4 separate regions of the Mus musculus genome follow, and all the other regions are linked to region 3. A link is a contact called in public Hi-C and promoter capture Hi-C data. All regions are on one chromosome and are shown on one strand. Each heading gives the region's core, a stretch centred on a gene start, on an enhancer-like site or on the middle of the called end of the contact. The rest is flanking DNA. Distances are from core to core; before and after follow the strand shown. Region 1 holds the start of Washc1 (WASH complex subunit 1). Region 2 holds the start of Ypel5 (yippee like 5). Region 3 holds the start of C030034I22Rik (RIKEN cDNA C030034I22 gene). Region 4 holds the start of Vapa (vesicle-associated membrane protein, associated protein A).

Region 1 (3,120 bases), core at 448-2,947, 3.3 Mb before region 3:
GGGAACACACATCTCCCAGAAAAACGCCAAAACGTCTTGGCGTGTGCACGTGCACGTGTGTTACCAGACTATTAATTTAAAAACCTAAATATAGCTCGGTGTGGAGGTACAAACTTTTAAAATCCCAGGACTTGGGGAAGAGAGGCCAGTGGAGTTCTGTGAGCTTGAGGCTAGCCTGGTCTACTTAGCCAGTTCCAGGACAGCCAGGGCTATATAGTATGATTGTTTCAAAAAAAAAAAACAACCAAACTTTAAACCTTTTGAACATGGAGCCGGAGGAAAGCAAAGGAGAATGTCACCACCATTGGGGAAGCATGTCACCACCATTAGGGAAACATTTCACCATCATTAGGGAGGCTAGCTTGTCGATCGTTGAGATCCTAAACCAACCCATTCCCACAGTGGGATGAAGGTGTGCCGGGCACAACAACAGCATTGGCTCCGGGTGAGGGCACTGAAGGCTGTGCACCCACCCAGTCCTTCATCATCTCTCTGACCTCAGATGGTAAAGACTGATGCAGGAGGACTGCCCCAGACCCCACGAGAGGACAGGACAACTTTGTATGATTATTCCCTATCACATTGTTACCAACCCTGCTTGCAAGAGCTTTCTGCCTTCCAGAAGACTCCCCAGCTGCCAAAGAGGGAGCCCCTCCCTCCCCCACAAGCACATAGCTCACAACTTCCCCACGGCACATTGCTTTCAACATTAGATGGCCACAACACTAACTGACAGAGACCCTGCATAACCTGGCAATATGTAGGATCCTGGACATGCCCACTGTGTCTTCCTGTATGTGGTGTGTGTGTGTGTGTGTGTGTGTGTGTGTGTGTAAGGGTATCCAAAGAAGACAGAAGGGAGCACTGGATCATGCTGAAGCTGGAGTTACAGGTGACTGAGTAGATCAAAGTGGGTGTTGCAACCTATCTTGGATCCCCTGCGCCAGTAGTTAGTACTCTTAACTTCTGAGCTCTTTTTCCAGGTCCTGTACACATACATCTTTAAAATCATTTCCTGGTTGCTATGGCAATCTTTGCAGGCCTAGTGCTGCTCCCAGCTGTTTTTTGGCCGTGGGGTGGGGTGGATTTCTGTCAGCAATTCTTATGTGGCTGCTGACCGACTAAGAGCTCATCAGCTGTGGGCTGTCTGTGGCTTCTTTGGCCCTACGGCTTTGGCTTGCTGCCGGTAAGAAGGCTGTCTGAAAACTAGAATAAGGGATGCGGTAGTAGGGGAGACTCATCTGCCCCCAACACTCTCAAAACACACACACACACACACACACACACACACACACAGACTGTCCATCTACAGCACTGCTTTCTCATTCCTAGTAAGCAATATTCCAGTTTGTTTCTACGCAGAACTTGTGTACTCCAGGTCAAATCATACCGTATCTGATCGCTTCTACGTTGATTTTTTTTTTTTTTTTTAAGTTGGAGACTAAGGGACTTTACCTTTAGAGGTAAACACAGGAAAGGTAGGATCTTCTAAAAGATTAATTAAGCCACTGAAGTATGCATGGCTGGAACAGAGCGGGCGTTTGGAGAACTTCCACTTGATGTCCTATATAGTGCATATGTAGTGTGAGGGTTTCTTGGAGCCGGTAACAGGAGAGACCTGAATCTCCCAGACAGGAAAGGTTAAGCACAGAGTGTGGGGCGGCTTCCTGGTCTAGGCCCCGCCCACCAGCAGCCCGGAGAGCCGGAAGTCGGAGAGCCGAGCTTACAGTGGTGGACGCTAGGACCTGGGAGTGCGGGTCACCGGGGGGCGGGGACGCTCACGTGAGGACGCCGCCTTGGGGTAAGTGTGCAGGGTGGGCGAGGGGCGGACTGGGAGCGCAGGACCGGGAGGAGGCCGCGACCCTGCCGCCCACCGGCTGGAGGCGAGTGAGGGCTCCCGGGCGGGACGGGCCCGGACGGACCGGGAAGGCGATGTAGGGATCCGGCCTGCCGCTCCTCCCACACCCTGCAGCTCCGGCTGCAGAGAAGAGGCCCCGTGGCTTCCTGAAGATTAGGGGGAGCAGGGCGTGGGAGGACAACTTGCACGGTGCGGGTGGGTTGTGCTGAGCACTTTCGAAATTACGAATTACACTGGTGACACGCACATATGGGGGGGGGGGGTTGGTGATCTGGGTTAAGCACCGATCACTTAGAAACATTTCACTTATGCTAAACAACAAGCACGGTCTCTGTCAACATAGATACTTGACAGGCATGTGTGTGTGTAAGAATGTATAAGAGAGGAATGTTTATGTATTCATGGCATGCATGACAAGTGAAAAATAAACAGAAACGATTGGAGGCCAAGGTAGAACTGTAGTCATTTGCTGGAGGGAGGAATTATTTTTGTCTCAGAACAAAACTCACGACTTACAGTAAATTACGTTTACTTCTGAGCTATTTATTATTTCCCCCCACAAGTAGAGTGGCCTTCAATCCATTTTAGATGGTTTGGAAAATTCCCCTTGTGGGCAGGACCGAAAACAGGCATCTACCCACTCCTTACAGGGCCCCAAATGACAACCCAAAGTACAAGTCCATCAAAGGGGTTCCTTGGGGGAACCCCTGAGTTTACTGGGTTTACTTGCAGAATGCGGGGTTCCCAGAGCAGCAGAATCACCAGAAAATCCCCCTGCATAGATGATGAGTCCCCCTTACTAGTATGGACACTGAGGTTACTAGGTGTTGTGCACTTAGGGCAGAATTATTGTATATAACGGGCAGAAGGTGCAGAGGGGAGGGGCAGAACATGACCCACACCATGAAAGGATGTCAGTAGTCCACAGGCCTATCTTGAACTTCACTTTGGAAGTGACACTTGTCCCAGTGGAGATGGTTAGTGCTCAGAGTGTCCTGCACGGTGACACTCCAGACTTTTCCAGTGAGAGCCATCAACGTCTTTGCAATAGCGATGCCTAGTTCCAGAGTTTATTGTGAACATGAGCAACGATGCTGTATGAAGCTGGGGCTCAGGGCAGAATCTCTTGTCTTTCTCTTCACATCAGGACCCCCTGAGTAAACACAGGGCAGGGTATCAAGCAAGATGTCTGTCAGTTAGGGGACACACACACACACACAGATCTTAAAATGGTTTGCATTTTTGTGTATGAAATGACCAAA
Region 2 (3,055 bases), core at 479-2,978, 3.4 Mb after region 3:
GTGGAAAACTGGAGACAAACATGGGCATTAAAGGTGGAATGTGTCTCAATCTAGTATTCAGAAAGAGGGAGGGCGATGGAACTGAGTGGTGGAGTACTGCCTAAAATGTATGAGACTGGCCTTGTTTCCAAATTCTGGGGGGAAATGAGGCACTGTACTTTCTTTCCTGGAATACATGTGTACCTTGATTTAAGACAGTGTCAGTCACTGTAGCAATTCCTGATGCTCTTGCCTCGGCTTTCCAGAGTGTCATGACAATAGCTATAGACCAGTGTACACAGCTCTAAGTTTAACAGTCTTGTATTAAATAAAAATAAAGGGATTATAAGAATCTCCCAATATACCCCAAAATGCTTTTTTTCCTCCAGCAAAATTCTCTTTAATCTAAACATAGTCTTTTATCTTTGATGGTCAGAGTAGCTTTTTGTTTTGTTTTGTTTTCTCGAGACACTATGTAGCTTTGGTTGTCCTGAAACTCACTCTAGACTAAAGGCATGTTCTACAAAACCAGGCCACAGTAACTCTTTATTTTATAAATGAATGAAAAGTACTGAAGGATTTAGGGTTAAGTATCAGGGTTTTGTCAGAACACATATTCTATGCTACAAATTTCAAGTGCTAGTATATATATATGTGTATAATTTATATATTTTATGTTTATTTAATACATGAAATATTTTGAGGTATTTCTGTCATCTTTATGGACAGCCAACAGAGATTTAATTACCTGGGAAAGCCAACGGAATGGCAAAAATTTTCCAACTTATCTTAAACATGGTGAGGGAGGGCTAAGGGGACAGCTGTCTTTTTCAACAAGACAGTTGATCTCCACATAAAAGACTTAAGTTTTTGAGAATTACTTCAACGGTCAAGAGAAAACTTGGGCCGGGCGTGGTGGCACACGCCTTTAAGCCCAGCACTTGGGAGGCAGAGGCAGGCGAATTTCTGAGTTCGAGGCCAGCCTGGTCTACAGAGTGAGTTCCAGGCTGTCCAGAAACCCTGTTTCGAAAAACAAAGAGATAGAGACAGAAACAGAGAGAGGGAAGAGAAGAGAAAACTTGGAAAGTTTGTAAATAGAACCAAGCACGCTGAAAAAAACCTTGTTTACAATGAATTCCTATATACCGAGACACAAAGAGTTCGGGATTTGTTTAAGGCAATTCGTGTAAGCCAAGAGAAAGTGGCCTGATGGGATGGTAAAACGGGCATTTCAACCTAGGTAGCCCTTTAACCTCAATACCAGCGTTGACTAGAAAACAGCCTCTTGTTTTCGCTTCTTCTAGGCTTCCTTGGCTATCAGGAAGCTATGGCCTCAGCCGCCAGCAGGTGACGCCGATGACGGGCAATGAGTCCCAGCTGCCGCAATTACCAAGGCTGAGGCGTCTCCTTTAAGAAGCTGACTCACGTGGATGCTGTGTTGTGTGCGCTCAGCTGGGAGTGGGGGGCGGGTCCTCACTCTCACTACATTGGCCGCCTCGGCCGAGGAGGCAGACTTAGCCTCCTTGATTGGCCGTAAGGATGCAAGGTGTCGAATTAGAGGCGGGGCGAGCGGCGAGGAGTCCGCCCATCCGCTGCGGCTTCGGGGTGGGGTGGGCGGCGGAGTGTAAGCGGGCAAGGGTGGGGGGAGGGCGAGCCCGAGAAGGGGCGGGGCCCGGCGGAAGGGGCAGAGTGCCAGGGAGAGGGGCGGAGCCTAGAAATGAAGGGCGCTGCGGGCCAACCGGGAGAGCCGCCTGAAGGGAGGGCGGGGCCACGCCCGGTGATTGACGCCGAGGCCCGACCGAGGAGAGGCGGGGCCAAGGCCTGACTAAACCTGAAGACTTGGGAGGCCGAGGTGGGCTTCGACCCAGCTGAGGAGCGAAGAGCTGCTGGCAGCGCCGATTCCCAGCACGCCGGTGAGTACGGCGGTGGGCGCCGGGATCGGAGTCGGCTGGGGCTCGAAGCCCTTGGGCCGGCGGCTTCGAAGCCTTCGGGGAGCGGCCCGGGGCGGGGGCCCAGGCAGGAAGTGCCTCTTCCCCTTCTCCACTCGTCCAGGGTCCTGGCCGGGCCACCAGGGCAATTCTCAGGACTGTGGGGCCGTGGGGCCGCGGGGCCGGGCCGGGCGGTCCTTCTTTGTGAGGCTGTGGCGCGGCGGCCGCCGCCGACCCGCCCCCGCCGCGCAGCGGAGCGCTCCGCGAGCCCACAACAGCCGCGACCCCCTTAGCGACCCGCGGCCCCCGCCCGCCCGCCGCCCTCGGCGCCTGTCGCCTGGGCCGCCGGTCCGCAGACAGCTCTCTCCGTGACACCCCCACTTCCTAGGCCGCCCCGCCCCCACAGCCGCCGTCCCCGCCGCAGCGTCGGGGGCGCGCCCGGGCTCCGATTCGGGGCCGGCCCGCGGGCCCGCGCTCCAGGGCCGCGCTCGCACCCCGCCCGCCCCGCCGCTCCGGAGGCTCGACTCGTGCTCGGGTGTCTGGGCTGTGGGCCGTGCCCGCCTCGTCGGTGCTAGCCCCTATCACGCTGCCCTCTGGACCCTGGGCGTGGGGAACACTGCCCGGTAGCCTGCGGGTGCCGAGCGCCCGGTCGCCCGCGCCTGCCCAGCTGTTCCGCCTGTGTTTGTTGTGCCGAGGAGGCCCCGCCGCCGCCGCCGCGCGCTCCGCCTTGCGCCGGGCGATTGGCTGGAGGGAGTCACGTGGGCGCGATCAGCTGGGCCGGCTGCGGGCGGTCGGCTTGGCGCAGACCCCGGTGCTGCTCGGGGAGCGGACCGGGAGGCTCTTTCCTGCTGGCTGCGGTGGGCACGCTCCTGCACACCCCGTTACTCCACGCTGCTGTGCAGGTTGGTAGGAAGCCTGAGTGTTGCCAGCGGGAGTGGGAAGCCGCAGTAGTACCCAGGTCTGTTTCATCCGGACGCCAGACTGATCTCCTTTTGGAGTGACAGGAAGGAAAGGTGTGCGACTCATTTATTTTTTATTTTTAAACTTTTTGTTTCTGTTTCCAGAGCCCTCTTGGAAATCTTGAGGATTTTTATTTCTGGTGGCTTTTGACAGATGGAAAATCTGAAAGTAATTTCAGGCTTGCCTTG
Region 3 (2,713 bases), core at 120-2,619:
CAGGAGGGTGCAAGGATGCCTAGCACACCTCAGTAGTTTTACATACTTTGACCAAAGAGTGTGGACGTCGTGAGAGAGACCCAGGTAGCACTGCAGTTAGGCAGATCTGGGACTGGCTGCTCATGTGTGCTTGGCAGTGGCACCTATCACCCCAGCTCCCATTCTGATACCTATTTGCAGTTCCCTGAACACGAACATTTTAATTCCTCTGGACCTTTTCAACTGCTATCCTTTTGCCTATAGACCAATAATTCCCCCCCCTCACTTTATTCCTGCTGATCCGTTGGATAAACTGTCCTAGGACGCTACCCTGACTCCAACAGCTGGAATAGGCACACCTTTACACTTCCAACACTCTCCCAACTGAAGCAAAATTGCACTGAAGAGTTTCTCCCTCTTCTAGTCATGAACTCCAGGCAGCATTGCCTTTCCCATAGCTCCTCCCCCTGGTGCCTCTCAGTCTGTGCCATACACTTGTCCAACTACAGTTGGACATCAAATAACAATGTGGGCTTTGCCATGCTCTGGAGACTTTTGTATTTTCTTTCCAAGACTCACTACTGATTTGGAAAGCATAAAGGGAGTGTTCAACTTTATAGACTATGAGGAGGGGCAGGTGATAGAATCCAAGTTCAGTAAGGCAAACATTTAAAGAGTCTTTGAGAAACCATGAGGGCAGGCTCAAAGAACTAGAGAGAAATCTAATGCTCTGATTTAATCTTATATTGTACAATAGATCTCTAAGTGTGGCCTCAACTATTGCTGGAAAAATACAAATACAAGTATCTTTCCAATCAGCCTGCTGAGAGAGGTTTCAGTTCTCTTTCTATTGAATAAGCATTATGCTTGGATGCTATATGTGTAACTGGACATCTGCTGAGGTGACTCGCCCAAAGGCTAAGTTGATGGAATCCATTATATACATACTCTCAATGGAACTAGTTTTTCAGTAAAAGAACTTGACACCACTAGCTACACGGAGGCCATCCTAAATGCACCAGGCAATTTCAGTACCCACAAATTTGCTCCCTATTCAAAGTAAAAAGCAAACATCCAATCTCTCTACTGGGGGTAGATTTAGCCTGGAGCCAAGTATTCACTGAGGTAGACAATGTTCCAGAAAGCTGGGAGACAGAAGTGATAGTTTCATGATAAAATTTTATTGAGATGGCTTCCAGGCCAAGGGGGAATCCATTCTTGGTTTGTAAAAGTGTTGAGAAACTGACTTAGCCCTCAGAAGAATGCACATGAATTGCAGAGAAACACAGGAAGTGGTGCAAAGATAAAGGCCTTCAACAAGAGCTGCAATTTTCTTGGAGTATACAAAGAATGAGTTTAAACAAACTTTTTTTTTTTAACTTTTTTTCCTCTTTTCTTTTTTTCTTAAAGATCTTTATAAGCAGAGAAAAACTGCCAGAAAACAGTGAAAGGAGCACAAAATCAGAATAGGGTTGGGGGGACTGCAAAAGCCAATGGTGGTGCTAGCAAGAAGCAATTAGTTTTAGTTTAAGGGAACAAGGCAAGTGGACACAGCTCAGATGGGGTGCTCCACTCATTAGCTCTTTTTTTTTTTTCCTTTTCTCATGAAACGTTATATTCACAATTTTCAGCAGGAAACACCCAACTCGCCCAAGCTGTGTTTCCTGTGTTTTCTAAACGGTATAATACGTTATTACAAAAGAAACAATCCAAACAGCCCTGTGGAGGGGTGAGAAGTAAAGAATAGTTTTATACTTAACCAGACACCAGATTATGAGGTCAAGTCATACAGCATCGTGAGAGATACAAGGAAAAACTGAAAGTGAACGCTTTCTGCCTGAACTTCTCGATCCAAAAAACAACCTTTGAGAAGAGGATGAACCAGAATGTGTAAAACTAAGTAATTCCGGGAGGAAACCCTAAGATGACCTGAGATATTCAGTCCAAGAGGGTGGGTGACACCATTTCAAAGCCAGTCTAAGAAAGGGTGGTTGAGATGCCTCTGGCAAACCCTTTCAACTTCTGAAGGTCCCAGCGCCAAGCGACAAGGGCCCTGGGCAGAGCCAAGGGAGAGCTTGACACAGACGGCCGCGGTCACAGGGCTGGAGAGTTAGGCCCCGGGTCGTGTGGTCTGGCGGATTCTATCCATTTCCGCCCAGGACGGTAAGAAACCCCAGAGACCGAGCCGTGGCGGAGCAGTTGGTCCCCGGTGCAGGAATTCGCTGTCCTCCCAGCACAGTGCACGGCTGGGAACCCGATCAGCCCGCGTGTCAGCTTGGGGCGGAGCCAAGCCTGGTCACCACCGGAAGTGCGTCACTAGAGCGGGCCGGGAGCGCAGGCCGAACCCGGAAGCAGGCCTGGCGTAGGCTGGAGCTTGGGGGAGGCGCCGGGTCTCTGAGATTTAGTGACCGAACTGCCCGCGCGGAGAGGACTGGCGGCGGAGAACTGCAGCAAGAGCAGGAAACCCACGGGACCGCGGACGTGCGCGAGGCTCGAGGCCGTGCTGCACCGAGGGGCTCGACTCGTGGCGCCGAGCGGTCACTTCCGGCCTGCGGGGGGTACTTTTTAAAGGGATAGCGGGTATTTCCGAAGCCACGGGGGCATCGCCACGCCGCGGTGTCGCCGCTGGGGCCGGGGCTTCTGTGGGTTCTAATGATTCTGCCGTACGTGCTTTGCCCTAATTGTCAACTGTTTTGTCAAGTCCGCGTTGGCTCCAAGAGAGACCTTCCCTGAC
Region 4 (3,006 bases), core at 491-2,990, 3.8 Mb before region 3:
TTTCAAACTTTGGATGGTTTCTGGACTTCCAGAATGCCGGGATTATAAGTGTGGTTCACGACCCAATTCCAAAGATATTAGAGCTGCCTTAAAATCACAATCAAGTTCTTGTCTAGTAAAGAGAAACTTGTGAATGTACTGAAACACCTGCAGGGCATGTGACTAGCAGAATACCCAATGTTTATAAGCCCTAAAACTATTTAAGATATAAAATCTTTAAGTGTCTGGAACTATTTTAAATTGTTCCCACAAGGACAATTCAGCTATTTTCATTTGGACTAACTCTTACACTACTATTAATGGGTTTACTTTTTCTCTTAGTACTGGAATCGATGTGCGCCTAAGGAAAATTGTTTTCATCAGTTCCTGAAATTAAAACGCAAGGTATTAACTTTCGGGGGGGGGGGAGGGGGGCACTTTACATTTAAAGATAGGAAGGATCACGTTTTCTCTTTAGCTCCATTCTTTTGGTTCTCCTTAAAATAAAGTAAATTGTTCTGTGTAACGTTTCGTTTCCTACACACTGAGAAGGCAAACCGCCTTGGATCTGAACAAGAATCACCAAGCCACTGTCTATCACAGTCAATGCTCCAAAGTCAACAGTTCCAGAGCTGTGTGGCACCTTAGCAGCTTTCTCGGGATACGCAGGGAAACCGCAAGCGTAAGCGGGTCACAAACGCTGAAAGAATTCTTCAGTAAAGACAGTGTGCACTCAAGGACTGGGTCCTCCGTACCTAGGGACAATCCGAGCTGACACAAGGGACCCACTACCATTAACCTCTGACCATGCATGCCCCAGCTGACGCACAGCTTTCTGCCGCGCGCCTGGGGGCCGTGCCAACACGCGGGGTCAGTCCCAGCCAGAGACTCTGCTGCCTGGTCTCCCGGCTCAGCCAGAGTCCCGCACCTGACCGGGAAAGACTCCGGGCGAGGCCGCGACCGTGAACGCCTCCTCGCCCGCGGCGGACCGCGCCTGCCCAAAGCCGCCGAACGGCGCCCACTGGCGCCCGCCGACTAGGGAGCTCCGGCTCCCAGTCGCCCTCCCGCACCGCCCGACCGCACCGCGCCGCGCCGCGGCCGCCCCTGGGGCAAGGACGCCATGCGGGCCGGCGGGCAAGGCGCGGGCGGGCTCCCACGGCGCCCCCGCGGGGCCGCAAGATGGCGGCGGAGCCCTCCGCGGCGCCCGGCGGCTCCCTCCCCTCCCCTCCGCAGCGCAGCCCAGCCCGGCCCGGCCCGGCCCGGCAGCGGCGGACGGCGAGGCGCGGGGCCGAGGGACGCAGCGGGGCCGCGGCTCCGACGCTCGGCCGGGGCGTGGGGGAGGGGAGCACGGCCCGGCCACCCCGCCGCCGCCCGCCAGCCCCAGCCCCAGCCTCAGCTCCGCTCCGGAGCGTCCCAGCCAGCCTACCTTTGAATTTGAGGTCTGAAGGAGGGTCGAGGACCAGGATCTGCTCGTGCTTCGCCATGGCCCCGGAGGCGGACGCCATAGGAGACAGCGCAGCGCAGAGCGGGGGCGCGCCCGCGGCGGCGGTTCGCTGGCGGGGGCGAGGGGACGGTGGCGGCGCCGGCTCCGCGGAGCTCTAGGACGGGGCCAGGCTCACGATTCCCGAAGCTCCGCGCCTGCTGCCGGGCCGCGGGGGTCCCGAGGGCAGCCTGTCCGCTCAGCAGCTCCGGGTGTCACAACTGACTCAACCCCACACCAGCCGCCGCGGCCACGCGCACTGCGATCCTCGGCGCCCCACGTGACGGGCCCTACGTGCCTACGTGCGCGCCCCCGCGGCCTGGAGCCCTCGTGCTGGCCCCGCCCTCCGGGCCTAACTGGGGGGTGGGAGGGGTCAACGCTGAGCTAGTGCGCCTGCGCACCTCCGACTTGGCCGCAGCTCCGGGCGCCGCGCCGCTGTCAATCTCCGTAGAGCAGGGTCGGGGGGGCGGAGCGGGGCTCTTTGCGGGGAGACGCGGTGCACGGCGCCCCGGGAAGGGGGTGTCGTTCTTGGGGCCCTGGAGCTGCGAGTGCGGGGCTGGAGCGCCGACTACGACGCTACCTCACGGCGTTCCAAGTGGAATTCCGAACGGAAGAGAGTCATGAAGCGCCGGGTACCTCGACTCCCAGCATGCCCTGTGCGGGCGGCGCCTCCGCGGTGGCTGCTGGGAACCGGGAAGGCGACCTGGGTCCGTTGGAGGCGAGTGGGTGGGGCCGCTGACGCGGCTTTTGGCTCGCCGAGGGCGTCTTGTCTGCCCTGGAAAAGAGAAGGGTTTTTGCAGGCTGCCTGGAAGCCAGGCATCCCAGGAGAGACCGCCCTTTGGGAGAGCGGCAGGGCGTGTCCCTCTGGTCTGCTGGGGATTCCTTCCGCCCTCAGCGAACGTGCGCTCCGTTCTGCCTGCTGTTCCAAGACTGCCTCCTCCCCATCTCCCTCCTGCCCAGCCAAAGGAAACACATCTCGCTCACAAGCGAACGAGTTCCAGGGGAAATCTGTGCCAGGCACAGTTTCTCTACAAGGGTAGAAACGAAATCTCTGTTCCTACAGCGTGGAGTTCACGTGCTGTATCTACAGTGTGGTTCACTTCAAACTCATACCCAAATCTGTTTGCCACATTCTCGTGCTAGGGACGAATTTTATCTGTATCACTTAGGAGAGCCTGTACCAAATGAGAAAAAAAAAAAAAAATGCCAAGCAAGTTGCTGACAGATATTCAGCCCCTTGCCAGGGTATCCAGGGACGGGAAGAGCAAACAAAACAAATGGATGTGCTGTAAAAACCTTTATTGTGTCCTATGGTGCTGCTTGAATTTAAATCTCTAGGAAGCTCCGTGCGAAACAAAGCACATATTCATGCTTCTGCCACGAAAAGGCACTCTAGATTGCTTGGAAGTAAATGTCGAAATGAGCAGTCTAGAATACAGCTAATTAGACTTTTTCAACTTGCCGCCCCGACACCTGAAAAACTTTCATGCCACTCGAGGTATATAGGATATAATAGTGGTATAAAGCAAACATTGGTCGTTTAAAAA

The links. Promoter capture Hi-C pulls out the DNA fragments that hold promoters and counts their contacts. A called contact is a pair of places that touch in the nucleus more often than the background predicts. Capture Hi-C pulls out chosen DNA fragments and counts their contacts.
Region 1: a Hi-C map of CD8 T cells shows a contact between it and region 3, with 5 times the contacts expected there. The contact joins the promoter of Washc1 here to the promoter of C030034I22Rik in region 3. A contact is called at or near these places in 2 of 39 promoter capture datasets (the C10 cell line and pre-B cells) and 1 of 484 Hi-C or Micro-C datasets (CD8 T cells).
Region 2: a promoter capture Hi-C map of adipose tissue shows a contact between it and region 3, with 4 times the contacts expected there. The contact joins the promoter of Ypel5 here to the promoter of C030034I22Rik in region 3. A contact is called at or near these places in 1 of 484 Hi-C or Micro-C datasets (muscle stem cells) and 2 of 9 other capture datasets (adipose tissue and liver).
Region 4: a promoter capture Hi-C map of pre-B cells shows a contact between it and region 3. The contact joins the promoter of Vapa here to the promoter of C030034I22Rik in region 3. A contact is called at or near these places in 1 of 39 promoter capture datasets (pre-B cells) and 1 of 484 Hi-C or Micro-C datasets (CD4 T cells).

What each region holds. Positions count from the first base shown.
Region 1 is chr17:66,109,849-66,112,968 of GRCm38.p6, forward strand. It overlaps Washc1 (WASH complex subunit 1), which reads left to right and starts at 1,698. Exons shown (of 11, transcript NM_026833.1): 1 at 1,698-1,801.
Region 2 is chr17:72,834,900-72,837,954 of GRCm38.p6, forward strand. It overlaps Ypel5 (yippee like 5), which reads left to right and starts at 1,729. Exons shown (of 3, transcript NM_027166.6): 1 at 1,729-1,892.
Region 3 is chr17:69,415,078-69,417,790 of GRCm38.p6, forward strand. It overlaps C030034I22Rik (RIKEN cDNA C030034I22 gene), which reads left to right and starts at 1,370. Exons shown (of 1, transcript NR_026848.1): 1 at 1,370-2,713.
Region 4 is chr17:65,611,815-65,614,820 of GRCm38.p6, forward strand. It overlaps Vapa (vesicle-associated membrane protein, associated protein A), which reads right to left and starts at 1,741. Exons shown (of 6, transcript NM_013933.3): 1 at 1,406-1,741. The coding sequence starts at 1,484.